2 separate regions of the Mus musculus genome follow, and region 2 is linked to region 1. The links are chromatin contacts, called in public Hi-C maps. All regions are on one chromosome and are shown on one strand. The core of a region is the stretch at or near the end of the contact, and the rest is flanking DNA. Distances in the headings are between cores, read along the strand shown. Region 1 overlaps Akap6 (A kinase (PRKA) anchor protein 6). Region 2 has its middle 14 kb from the start of Gm40424.

Region 1 (3,671 bases), core at 195-2,694:
CACACCATCCTGCTCTTACACAGTGCTCCTCCCCACCATCCTGCTCTTACAAGTGCTCCTCCACACCATCCTGCTCTTACACAGTGCTCCTCCCCACCATCCTGCTCTTACACAGTGCTCCTCCACACCATCCTGCTCTTACACAGTGCTCCTCCCATCATCCTGCTCTTACACAGTGCTCCTCCCATCATCCTGCTCTTACACAGTGCTCCTCCCATCATCCTGCTCTTACACAGTGCTCCTCCCATCATCCTGCTCTTACACAGTGCTCCTCCCATCATCCGGCTCTTACACAGTGCTCCTCCCATCATCCGGCTCTTACAGGCTCTTCACCTCCTCTTCTGTGATGTTCTCCAAGTGTTGGTGGTGGCAGTGGGTGTTGAGAAAGAGGTCTCATTTATGGATGAGTAGCCTTTAATGTACTTTCTCTGGCAATTATCATGGAATCCCCCAAATGAATATTATTGCATGAATTTTACAGGTGAAGGAACTGATTTCAAAGGCAGGAAACAACTCCTGTAGTAACTGCTGGAACCAAAGTCAGTTCTGAGTGGCTCTACCACTGTTCCCTAATGTCTACCCTGGCTCACGGTTAATGTGTCTCTCTTTTAATATACCATCTTCTGTTATCCTTACATAATCTTTATTTATTTTCAACTTTCAATTTCTGGGAAGAAAAACCTATCAGTCAAGTCAGCCAGCTGGTCTTCCGTGATGTCATGTGGACCAGTGAGACCCTGTTTGTGTACTGAGTCCATCACCTTCCAGCTCCAGGTTTGGGTACTGAGTCCATCACCTTCCAGCTCCAGGTTTGGGTACTGAGTCCATCACCTTCCAGCTCCAGGTTTGGGTACTGAGTCCATCACCTTCCAGCTCCAGGTTTGGGTACTGAGTTCATCACTTTCCAGCTCCAGGTTTGGGTACTGAGTCCATCGCCTTTCAGCTTCAGGGCACGGACAAGACACTTGCTCTTCTCATCTGCATACCGAGAGTGACAAGAGTCCCCACCTCCTGTGATCATTACAGGTCCTAAGTGTTTTATTTTACACAACAGATCCTAGCTGTAGTGAGGGTGCTTATTACTTCAGCTAGAATTATCCGGATGAATTCGCTGGGCCTTTAACTGTGGAATACGGAGAAAGTAGCAATTAGGTTTTAACGACTTAAAATACCAATAGAAGTTGGCCATTTTTTTTTTCTCCATAAAGTTGTTGTTCACGGTTCCGGGGTTCATCTGCATGGCCCTGCTTGTTGGCAGCTTATTTGATCTAGTCTGGCCCAGAATTCACATCTGGGGTCTCTAACAGGAGACAGAATCCTTTTGAGGTGAAGACACACAGATACACAAGGTTCACATCCAGATGCCAGACACCACAGGGCAACTGACCATCCAGGACGTGGCTAACGCTGCCTGCTGACCACTTCCTCTGTCAGTCAACGGAGTCATTCAGCCTGTTACGGCAATGGTCGTGAATGGTCACATTTAACTTCCTTCAAGTCTGCCTTCCGTACGTTAGGAGGGAACTCTTTAGTGATCTTTCTTGCAGAGCTCCTCTCAAAAGACGGGGCAGAAAGAGATCAGTGCGAAGGGAGAGGAGCTGAGGAGCTGAGGAGTCCAGGAACCGAGGAGCCAGGCTCCCACCTCAGCCTTTGTGCGCTGGGGTTGGGGGAGGTGCGTTCTCCACACAGTGCAGGGCAGCACCAGGCAGGAGGAACCTGACTTCTATAGTTATCCAGAACACTAGAGAAACACACTCATGTACCTAGTACCAACCATAGGAAGGAACAAATTAATGTACAGATAAGAGTGCTGTGTATAACAGAATACGTCCTTCATTCTTTCTTAGGAGCTGTTTTTCTTACAAAATCATTTGAATCCAATATATCAGAGTTTAGACATGCTTTGCATTCTGCCATCTTTTTAAATATCGATATTTACCTTTCTGTGCCCATTCATGTCTACCAGTTGCTTCATACACAGCAGGATCTTACTAAATATTTCAATGAATGAATGAATGATCAGTTTTTGTCATATTATAGTTTGATCCCTATTTCAAAATAGTTGCATTTTCTAGATTTACCCTATTTTTCTGCCTGTTGTCATCCACACCGGCCTGCTTTCCTTTATTCACACCACAAAGATGTCAGTGGGCCCTCTGAAAGCAAGCATCAGCTGTGTGTGGGTCTAAGTGTGAATGCACCTGTGTGCACCACTTTCTTGGTCTTTCTGAGAGAGAGAGGACATGTCCCGTGACTCACAGGAAGTGCCCTTGGTAGTACACGGAGGTGCTGGAACACTGGACAAAGCCAGGAGATCAATACATCAAGAGCTGACTGAACGCCAGGGAAACTGATTTCCATTCAACCGTTTGCATCCGCACTCTTAAGGCCACACACAGCAACAGTGCCCCCACTGGGGTGTAGAGAGCCAAGATTTCCCTAAGAGAAAGTACAACCTGGTTTTTGTTACAAACAGGAACAGCGAGACTTCTCATGTTTCTGTCTCGATGGATGAAACTTGGCATCGGCAAAAGAGGAGGCAGGAGATCACCCGGCAAAGAAAACCGGTGAGGGTGGGCTGCAGTTGAGAAGACATTTGCAGAGAAAGGTCCTTGTTGTCTCTGATGTCCACCCTGTTGTGTTGACTGCCTGAGCTGTACAGACACTCGTTCAAGGAAGGTTTCCCAGGGCCCTCGGTTTACTAATTGCATCTCAGAAATCTCAGCTAACCCTGCACTCGTGGTTCTGCTAGGAAATCTGACATGCATGACTTAAAACTTTTTGACTAACAACATCTATGACCCTGAACACGCTCCTAAGCTTTCATGGTTGTTTTTAGAGGGGGAGGGTGATAATTAATCATCTAGTATTGATTATATTTAAAATAGCATACTTAACTATTTACCCTTCAGATTCAACTTGTTTCCAAATAGCTTGCGCCCTGACTTAATTTTAATCCACACACCAGTTTATATACAACAACTCAAGTCACACTTAACAGCAAGTGGTGGATGACCTGTGCACTAAAATTATGATTTCTATTTTAGTTGCCATCATCTACACTCTCCTGTAGGTGACAGATAACGCGTCTATATGTTTCTATGCTCGCCCAAGGGTCTCTTAACTCTTCCACAAAAATTCCACTATGAGGGTACTGTCTGACGACTTGAGTTCCACAGGGCTCTGCCGAGCTTGCGGAAGTGACAGGAACATCCGAGGACATTTGTCTTAAATATGACATGTGAAGTATTGACAGCCCCCTAGGAAAGCCCGGGAAAACATGGACGCACCACTCCACGGGTGCCAGACGGAGATCCACCCAGGTCGGGAGGGGCGCGCTCTAGTAGAGACTGTGGGCCTCTGTACCTGATCTCTCCCTTTGGAACAGGAGCGTGTCTCTGGGCTTTATCCGTCTGCTTTTGTCTTTTCTAACATCCTACCCCATTTCTTTTTCTTATAATCCACTAGGGGAAAACTGTTCACATTTCAGGTTATGAATTTTTTAAAAAATCTAGGATGTACTAAATAATAAAATTCAACTTCTGAGAAGCATGACAACGAAAGTGAACGTCTACATATTGGTCTTATTTTTGTCTTAGGATGTCCTCATTAAAGCATTAAAATAATGATCAAAATAAATCAAAGGTAAAAAGAGAAAGAAGGAAGGAAGG
Region 2 (3,589 bases), core at 471-2,970, 1.3 Mb after region 1:
CTAATAGAAAGAAAGAAAGAAAGAAAGAAAGAGAAAAGAAAGAAAGAAAGAAAGAAAGAAAGAAAGAAAGAAAGAAAGAAAGAGAGAGAGAGAAATCTTGTATTAGCAGCCTTTAGATGAAGATGTAGAACTCTCAGCTCCTCCTGCATCATGCCTGCCTGGATGCTACCATGTTCCCACCTTGATGATAATGAACTGAACCTCTGAACCTGTAAGCCACCACACCATAAGCTATACAAATTTTACTGGTAGTAAGTCATTTGATAAGTGTGTTCCACCCTATAAAGCTAACCCATTTACCAATGCCACTTGCAGTATTATAGTGGTCCTAGGTGTCCGCAATTCCTCTAGGCTCTGCCCAACAGTTACCTAGCAACAATCTACATCTCCACCCTGGGTTCAGCCAGGAGCCAGCAGTATAAGGACTACTTGGCTTCTCTCTCTCTCTCTCTCTCTCTCTCCTCCATCCCTCTATCTTACCTCTCTGTGTCTCCACCCCCCTCCCCTACATGTTCCAGGCTGGCCTCTCCTTCTCTTCCCCTCTCCTTTCCCTTTCTGTCCCACCTGCCTTCCTCTGCCTCTAACCCCATCCCAGGCACCCTGCTGCTCCGTTCCCTGGCTCCCTTCCCCCAATAAACTTCTTTTGTTCTAGGCCTGTCATGTGACTTGATCCCAAGACTCCTTGGCAGGGACCACTGAGGTGCTCCCTCCAGCCGCACTATACTACATCATCTTATAAAACACAACAATAGTCATGATGGTGACAGAGCTAAGTGAGCCTCGAGAGACAACTGGTCCACTGAGAGTAAATGAAGTCGAGGTCCTGAAGTTTAAATTGCCTGGCAGCAATGTTCCCAGGAGCACTCCTGGGGCAGGGGGATACCCCATTCTCCTTTTCAAGCTCTGTAGTCTTGTCAGAAGAGTTTCTGTTTTATATATATATTTGAGGGGGGGCCATTCTGGGCCAAAGGATTAAAAGGAGAAAAAGAACACATTTATATAAAGTACTGAGGTAAGTTTATTCCCATATCCTTATCTGGGAAAGCAACAGGCAGAGATCATGTGACAGCAAACCCAAAACTTCTCCCCTCATATGGGGGGGGGGGGACGGGGACATGGGGAACGGGGGGGGGGGGGGCGGGGGAGGGACGGACACTGGCTGCTTTGATTAAATCTTAATGCAAAGGCTGCAGATTAAGTTGTCATTCTGTAGAAGTCTTAGTAGCTACAGGCAGGCATCTTAGCTGCCAGACCCTTGTGCTAATCATCGAAAGTCACAGCTGTCTTGTTTTTTTTTAATGGGTGTCCTTTATCAAGATAACATAAATTTACTGACAAAAGGAAATTCGTGGACAGCCTGGAGGGGAAGCAGGAGGTAGGTAAGAGTGAATGGCCCTGCTAAAAACAGCGCCCCACACCCAGGAGAAAGTGTCCCTGCCCTGGAAGTCAATTCACCTTCCCCGCTCCCCACTCAACTACAGTCTGTTAGGAAACCCCAGGCACAAGAGTACGCAAGACGGCAAGAACGAACGCCAAAGGAGGCTCGGAAGTGTGTGAGCCTCTGAAAGTTAGAAGCCAGGAGGAAAGGCTTGGCTAAAAATAGAACTTATCAGATGGATTAAAGTCCCTCCCGAGAATGTTATCTCTCCCCACAGGAGGGTGGGGGGAAAGTCTGTCAAGGGGAACACAGGCCACAGGATGAATAAGCAGAAAAATAGGAGGAAATGACCAAGCCAATGCACGGGGCGTGCGTGCTGTACGAGAGCTGGCAGAGACAGCGCAGCTCCGCAGCTCCGGAGCCCAGAATCGGAGAATTTGCTGAGGCAGGGCACTCCCCAAAGCAAGACACTGCCAAGTACGGGGCGGGGGAGCAGTTTGTCCTTCCTCCCCACCTTTTCAGAATTGAGGCATTCCCGTTTGATTGGATATTACCTTTTCAAGCCATTTATTTAAAAAAAAAAAAAAAAGTCTACAGAAAAGGTTTCTTGGGAAAGTCCGCCTTCCAGCATTTTATGGCACACACCCAATGAAATTTCCCAAATCGATAGTTGGTGAATCCTTAGATCCTTTCCCAAGTTCCCACTGCTTTCTGGGCCACCCCCAGCTTGGGTCAGGTCAAGAGGAACAAGAGAAGCTTCCTAGAGCTGCCGGCAGCTACTCCAGACCAGTGAGAGACCAACACAGTATGTCCAGTCCCCTCCTCTCTTCAGTCCTCTTCCTCAGAAGTCCTCAATAGACAAAAGGCTCTTCTACACCTTAATCCCAAGTTACCTTTTGACATCTACACACACACATACACACACATCACTCACATACACACATACACACACATACACACATACACACACACACACACATATACACACACACACATATACACACATACACACACATCACTCACACACACACACACACACATGTACACACATACACACACACACACACACACACACACATCACTCACAAACATGAGACATCCCGAATTGTGTAGTGTTTTAATCAGCTGAGTATTTATCCACTCCTAGAGCAATCTTTCTCAAGTTGGTAAAACATTATCAATAAGCTACAACAGTATTCCCTAAAACCAGAGATGTCTTTTTAAAAAGAATCACAAAATGACCTCTATAAATGTTCCCAAGAGTCAATTGGAGTGGCATACACCTTTAATTCCAGCACTCGGAAGAATCGAGTGGATCTTTGTGAGGCCAGCCTGGTCTACAGAGTGAGCTCCAGGACAGCCAAGGCTATACAGAGAAACCCTGACTTGGAAAAGCATACCCTGTCCCCCAAAATAATAAGAAAGGGAAAATAAAGGCACTCAGAAATGTAAGAGTTAACTCCCAGGAGTTAGGAGAAAGGCTTCCAGGAGAAAGGTTACTTGTCTTAAGTGGGGAAATCACCAAAGATCAAAGTTTTTTTTTAGTCTTATTTCAACACAGTTGTTCACACTGTTAAGTAGGCTGAAGGCTGTGTGTCACGGGGTAGGAATCTAAGTGTGTCAAGAAGAAAAGGCAGTGAGTGTTCCCTTTCATCCCTAGAAAGTGTATGTGACCCAGGAACACAGGGAGGTATCAGGCACACTGGCTAAAGGCTCCAAACTGCATTCCAGTGTTGTCTGCTCCAAACAACCGGTGCTGTTCAACTCTACCTTAAGGCGGGGAATATACCTCCAAACATCTCACGCCCTCGAGGCCAATGTTGCATAGAAACCCAAAGTCCCTCCTCAGTCTTATGAGGCAGGCAAAGAAAATCCTATTTAAGCAGCAAGAAAGCATTCAAGGACAAAGCTGCGGCTTCTGCACGCATAGCTGTTACTGAGTAAGGAGCACTCCTTTAGGAGGCTGGCCCTGGAACACTTGTGAATAACCCAACAGGGGGAGAGAAAATTTAAATATGCAGCAGCTTAAGCTTGCCTCTCCCGACTCTATTCGTGATCTTTATTTGCCATCCACTCTGCAGGAAGGAACAGAGACCACAAGGACCTGGAGGTCTGGAGTCCAGTCCTGTTATGCTACTCCATCACCGTAACCTTGGCAGAGCCACCTAACTGTTCTGAGTAGTTTCCTCATCCTGGAAAGAGGAAGAGCTG

What was found. Hi-C and Micro-C count contacts between places; a contact is called where the count stands out from the background.
Region 2: a contact with region 1 is called in a Hi-C map of bone marrow-derived macrophages, with 8 read pairs. The contact joins two enhancer-like sites. A contact is called at or near these places in 5 of 484 Hi-C or Micro-C datasets (the HL-1 cell line, adipose-derived mesenchymal stem cells, bone marrow-derived macrophages and 1 more), 3 of 115 datasets of contacts at active chromatin or transcription factors (embryonic stem cells and extraembryonic endoderm stem cells) and 1 of 9 other capture datasets (embryonic stem cells).

The regions. Positions count from the first base shown.
Region 1 is chr12:52,907,212-52,910,882 of GRCm38.p6, forward strand. The region is part of intron 4 of Akap6 (A kinase (PRKA) anchor protein 6); the gene reads left to right. Among named protein-coding and RNA genes, the nearest start is that of Gm51971, 110 kb to the left of the region's middle. Within about 2 kb of position 1,445, at least 20 of the 459 cell types and tissues checked have an H3K27ac peak or open chromatin away from gene starts, as enhancers often do. A contact at or near this core is called in bone marrow-derived macrophages, where this site is marked.
Region 2 is chr12:54,161,276-54,164,864 of GRCm38.p6, forward strand. No RefSeq gene overlaps it. Among named protein-coding and RNA genes, the nearest start is that of Gm40424, 14 kb to the right of the region's middle. Within about 2 kb of position 1,721, at least 182 of the 459 cell types and tissues checked have an H3K27ac peak or open chromatin away from gene starts, as enhancers often do. A contact at or near this core is called in bone marrow-derived macrophages, where this site is marked.